Regions from separate parts of the Sus scrofa genome. Here region 2 is linked to region 1. The links are chromatin contacts, called in public Hi-C maps. All regions are on one chromosome and are shown on one strand. Each heading gives the region's core, a stretch centred on a gene start, on an enhancer-like site or on the middle of the called end of the contact. The rest is flanking DNA. Distances are from core to core; before and after follow the strand shown. Region 1 overlaps TLN2 (talin-2). Region 2 has its middle 37 kb from the start of TLN2.

Region 1 (2,700 bases), core at 161-2,660:
CAATGTAAAACACCAACTATCAACTTCTCCATACAGATTCTGGTCATAAGCACTCATGATCCAGATTTGGGAGGGGAATTTAGATCACAGTGTCTGCGACTTCAGATTTCTTGTAAGCCAACCATCCTGAGTGGGGTGGGGGTGTCTCAGGTCAAGCTTTGACAAAGAGGAGAATCTTGTTCTCAAATCTGAAGGAAAAGCATGGTGTCCACAGAAGGGGGGGAGATTTTCTTTTTCTTAAAGAAATCTGAAAGTTAATGGAAGGCAAATATATTCATGGTCAATGAGCACAATTTCTCTGCCAGAGAAATTTAAACCTCAAGGACCCACTGATTTGTTACTTCATTATCAGCAGGGCCATCAGTTTTAAATTTTGGAAACTTTTAATGGGTAGGCATGAAAGAAGGTAACTCCCCCAAACTGCCCACTGGGATGGTCCATTTGTTTTTAATTTAAAAAGTATACAAAATGTTAGGAGTTCCCATTGTGGTGCAGCAGAAATGAAATCGACTAGTATCCATGAGGACTTGGGTTTGATCCCTGGTCTCACTCAGTGGGTCAGGGATCCAGGGTTGCCATGAACTGTGGTATAGGTCGCAAACATGGCTTGGATCCCTCGTGGCTGTGGCTGTGGTGTAGGCCAGCAGCTGTAGCTCCAATTCGACTCCTATCCTGGGAACTTCCATACGCCACAGGTGTAACCTTAAAAAACAAAAAAGTTAAATAAATTTAAACATAAATAAAAAATACAAAGTATACGACATGTTGAATCTTGTTTAAATGTCCAGCAAGGAACCAGGCAGGGGGCTTGCTTCCTTATCTCCAGTATGCCGAAAATCACTGCTAGCTTTCATGTTGCAATAACCTTTGATTATCACTTATGACAGACTTTTCCAGGGGAAGAAAGTCTGGAGATCCAGCCAGCCAACCTCCTTCCCACTGAGTGAGAATGTACAGTAGGACTTAGTAGCCTGGGGGACACTGCCAACAGAAAGACAAGGCCACATGAGGGACTAAGGGTGGGGGGAAGTCACGGTGAAAATGCCGAGTTACCCAGTCAAAGATCTGGGGGAAAGAGGGCTGCATGAAGGAGCTCATTTCACTGAAGAAGCTCTTCCCACTCTTTGGACAACCCAAATTGCCTTAGTAACTGCAACAGCGAAACAGTCATAATTTTGGCAACCCAGGGTACCGTTAATGGACAGAGGATTTGCATCGGGGCCAACAGATATCATTTAGGTCACCAGCCCACGTATCATTGATATTTGTAAATGTGAACAGACCAGGATAGGGCAGTAACTCACGCAACGTAGGACACATTCTCCTTGTTTTCAGAATGCTTCAGTCCCATGGTAACAAGCCTCTTGTCATTTTCAGCTGTGGTGCTGGCCTATTGCCATGGGCAGACTGGGCCTAGAGCAAACCCTTCAGAAGCTGCAATCAACCCTCCCTCCACACGCTGTCCTCTCTGGCATGGTGGGGATTCCTGTTCAGAAAACTAAAGGTACCTTGGGTACAACTAACCCATATCTTCTAAGATAACCATTTGGCTGTTTCAATCTTACCTGAATTGGTTAGGACTGCTTTATGTACAAGCAGGCACACTGAGTTTATTTTTATCTGCATGCATTCTATGAGCCTAAATTAACTTTCCATTCAAAATAAACCCTAAGTATGAATATAAAGTGATAAGCACGCACACTGTGTTCTGGGCCACAAGGTGCTCACGGCCAGCTTGACTGGCCAGCTTGACAGGGTAACAAGTGTCACCCTGGGTTTTCTATAATGTGCCCCTACACATTAGAAAGTAAAATGTATGGCAAGTTACTCAAAAACTACATCTATCCCAGCTTCTCCCCGATGCCCCAGAATAATCACTCCAAAACTTTTTAGGGAGAAATTGCTTTTCTTCAGCCTACACTCAATACCATAAGCCTCCCCCTGTTTGAAATAAAGAATCCTTTAGCAAAATAACTCTCATCTTAGTGAAACAGGGAAGCAGGGATGATGATCCTAGCAAATCTGGTTTCACTGCAATCCCTTCCCACCTGGACTGAAACTTTGACCAATTTGGCCAACTCTGGAACAGTTTCCCAGGGAAAATAAAAGGCAGGAACAGAGGAGAAGAAAATGACCCTGGAAGGAAAGGACAGATAGACACAAACGCTTCAATCCGCAGCAGTCCTTCCAGTTACCCACCTCGAGCTCCCGCAGGGCGTTATCGCACTCCTTCTGGCCAGGAGCTTGCTGGGTGCATAGAGTGATAAGCTGATTGATGCTCTCTGTCACAGCTCTGTGGCCGAAACGGAAAGAGGGTTTTGTGTTTGGCTTTGTAAAGATCAACAGTCATTTCCCCAACCTTTTGCAGGTTCACTAGAAATACAATTAATTCACCACAAAAGGCCCCATGAGAGCTCTTCCATAAGGCTGGAAACAACCAAAAATAAAGCCTAGACAGGGAAGAGGGAATGAGAATCCCTGCCTTGCTTCTCATCGTTCATTTGATTCTCACTTAAAAGTACTGTTTGTTCTCTTAAGAAAGTATGACTGTCTTTTAATATATCCACAAGGGAGAATTCACAACAAAGTTCCAAATGGCGAAGAGCTCATATTAAGACTGTTTTCAATATCCTGCACTAGCAGGCCATAAGGAATAGGAAGGACTGTCTGAGCTAGGCTATTTTGGACAGGCTTTGTTGA
Region 2 (2,700 bases), core at 16-2,515, 410 kb after region 1:
TTCCATTGTGGCTCAGTGGTTAACGAATCCGACTAGGAACCATGAGGTTGCAGGTTCGATCCCTGGCCTTGCTCAGTGGGTTAAGGATCTGGTGTTGCCGTGAGCTGTGGTGTAGGTCAAAGATGCAGCTTGGATGCTGCACTGCTGTGGCTCTGGCGTAGGCCGGCAGCTACAGCTCCAATTAGTCTGGGAACCTCCATATGCCATGGGTGCAGCCCTAGAAAAGGCGAAAAGAAAAAAAAAGAAAGTCCTATTATGTGGTCCCAACAATAGATTCAAAAGCTTATGACAAATAGGTCTTTGATGAGCTGTTTATTATTTTTTTATTTCATAATGGTTTTTATTTTTTCCATTATAGCTGGGTTACAGTGTTCTGCCATTTTTTTTTTTATTGTACACCAAGGTGACCCAGTCACATATACATGTATACATTCTTCTTCTTTTTTTTTTTTATGGCTGTATACATGGCATAAGGAAGTTCTTGGGCCAGGAGTCAAATCAGAGTTGCTGCTTAGGCTTACACCACAACTACAGCAACACCAGATTGGAGCTGCCTCTATGACCTATGCTGCACCTTGTGGCAGTGCCAGATCCTTAACCCACTGAGTGAGGCCAGGGATAGAACCCTCATCCTCACAGAAATGTTAGATCCTTAACCTGCTGAGCTACAATCCTTGCCTTTGATTATTTCATTAAATCCTCCTAACAAGCTAGTGATGAAGGTACTATTATTATCAATGTTATAAGGGAGGAAACTGATGCATAGGCAGGTTGACTAATTGCCCCAAATCACACTGTTAGAAAGTGGAACAACTGGGGGTTCTTGCTAATACAATGCTCCAGTGCATAGCTTTTATTTTGGCAAGCTGTTAAATAAATTATTTGCAGAGGATTGACAGAGTCAAACAGAAAGCACATTAAACATTTTAATAAATCTTTCCAAATTACCCACAAAAATGACTACAAATTATACCTACATCAATGACACATGAGAGCTCTCATGACCAATGTCCCTGCCAATATTGGATATTTTCAATCTCATGTCTTTGTCAACTTAATAAATAAATCATCTCGATTTAACTTCTATTCTTTAGTTAACACTTTCATACATATTGGCCAGTAGTCATTTTCTGCAGTTACAAACATTAACAGCACAAAACAGAACAGATTTCTCCACAGAGTCTGCAATTCCTTTATCCCCTGTTAGTTGATGGCATGATCATCCACCAGTTGCTCAAAATAGAAACCCAGGAATAGATGTTGGTTCTTCCTTTTCCCTCTCCCTCTAGCTGCTCAATCAAGGCGAGGAATCAGATGGAACCCCGTGAACAGTGGTCTGCAACTAAAAGTCTTCCGTATCCAAACAATTCCAGTCCTGCAGTAGCGGACGTGTCTGTAGCCAAGGGAGCTGGTCTCAGAAGCCCCATCAGGTCCTCCTGAGGAGCCTGTGCTCAGGACACAGCCGATATGCAGGGCCTCCCAGGGCCCTCTGGGTGCGTGGTCCTGGCCCCTCCCACCCTGGTTTGCCTCACATCTCCCCTGATGGTGAGAAGATTTGAGGCTCTCAGAGCTTTGGGCCACCCCCAGCTGAGAATGAAGCGCAGGCCTTCCTTCCCAAATGGCTGAGCTGTTGACCTTCTTGCTCCCGCCTCTGGCTCAAGAGGCTATTAAGATCAGTTTACCTTTCTGGCTCAAGAGGCTGTTAAGATCAATTTTCCTTTTGGTTATAGATGCCTTTACTCTCAGTTGTATTCAGAGTTCAGTTATCAATGAAAGTAAAGAACAAAGCGTGCATTATTTTTGTTTTGTTTTGTTTTTCTTTTTAGGGCTGCTCCCCAGGGAATACGGAAATTCCTTGGCTAAGGGTCAAACCACAGCTGCAGCCTACAACAAGGCCGGTGTGAGCCCTGCTGTGTATGCAACCTACATCATAGCTTGCGGCAATGCCGGAGCCTTAACCCACTGAGCAAGGCCAGGGATCAATCCTGCATCCTCATGGAGACTACGCCAGGTTCTTAACCTGCTGAGCTACAACGGAAACTCCCAAAGCGTCTGTTTTGTGATTCTCCTGAAGCCCCATCACTGTTGAAGACTCTGCAGCTGGGTCCAGTTTGCACCAAGGTTCTCAAGTCTCCAACACCACAGTGTATCCTAGAGGGGTGCTTCTCAAACTCTGCAATGCTCCAGGATCATCCAGGGTGTTTGATAAACACACATACTCCCAGGCTGCTCTCCACACCTGCTGAATCACACTCTCTGGGTGGCAGGACCCAGGCTTGTATATTTTTTAACCAGCTTTCTGGGGGTTCTGTTGCATAACCAAGCTCAAACCAATGACTTACAGAGGGTGAGAAGGTAGGTTCTGAGTGGGAGGTATGGGCTATACTCCTGCTCTGCTGAGTGACTTTGGGAGAGTTACTTAACTGCTCTGTGCCTTAGTATTCTCATCTGTAAATTGGGGCCAAGAGTACCTCTTGAAAGAAACAAACAAGGAGATGTGTGCAAATTCTTTCTACAACAGCTCCTTCACACAATAAATGCTTAGTAAAATTATTCTCAAGCCCCCAAAATGGGAGAGCAGGAGCTCCCAGGGTCCTGCCTGCCATGGTTAGAGGGTTTCATTTCCTCAGCAGGGTCTTTGTGATTGTGGTTGAGCAGAGCCAGAGGCAGGAGATGGTGAAAGCTTTACGTGTCTCTCTT

The links. A called contact is a pair of places that touch in the nucleus more often than the background predicts.
Region 2: a Hi-C map of skeletal muscle shows a contact between it and region 1, with 2.2 times the contacts expected there. The contact joins two enhancer-like sites. A contact is called at or near these places in 6 of 47 Hi-C or Micro-C datasets (embryonic fibroblasts, fetal heart ventricle, fetal liver and 3 more).

What each region holds. Positions count from the first base shown.
Region 1 is chr1:109,307,636-109,310,335 of Sscrofa11.1, forward strand. TLN2 (talin-2) reads right to left here. Exons shown (of 59, transcript XM_021094283.1): 33 at 2,200-2,293. Among named protein-coding and RNA genes, the nearest start is that of MIR190A, 84 kb to the left of the region's middle. Within about 2 kb of position 1,411, at least 11 of the 83 cell types and tissues checked have an H3K27ac peak or open chromatin away from gene starts, as enhancers often do. A contact at or near this core is called in skeletal muscle, where this site is marked.
Region 2 is chr1:109,716,321-109,719,020 of Sscrofa11.1, forward strand. No RefSeq gene overlaps it. Among named protein-coding and RNA genes, the nearest start is that of TLN2, 37 kb to the left of the region's middle. Within about 2 kb of position 1,266, at least 1 of the 83 cell types and tissues checked has an H3K27ac peak or open chromatin away from gene starts, as enhancers often do. A contact at or near this core is called in skeletal muscle, where this site is marked.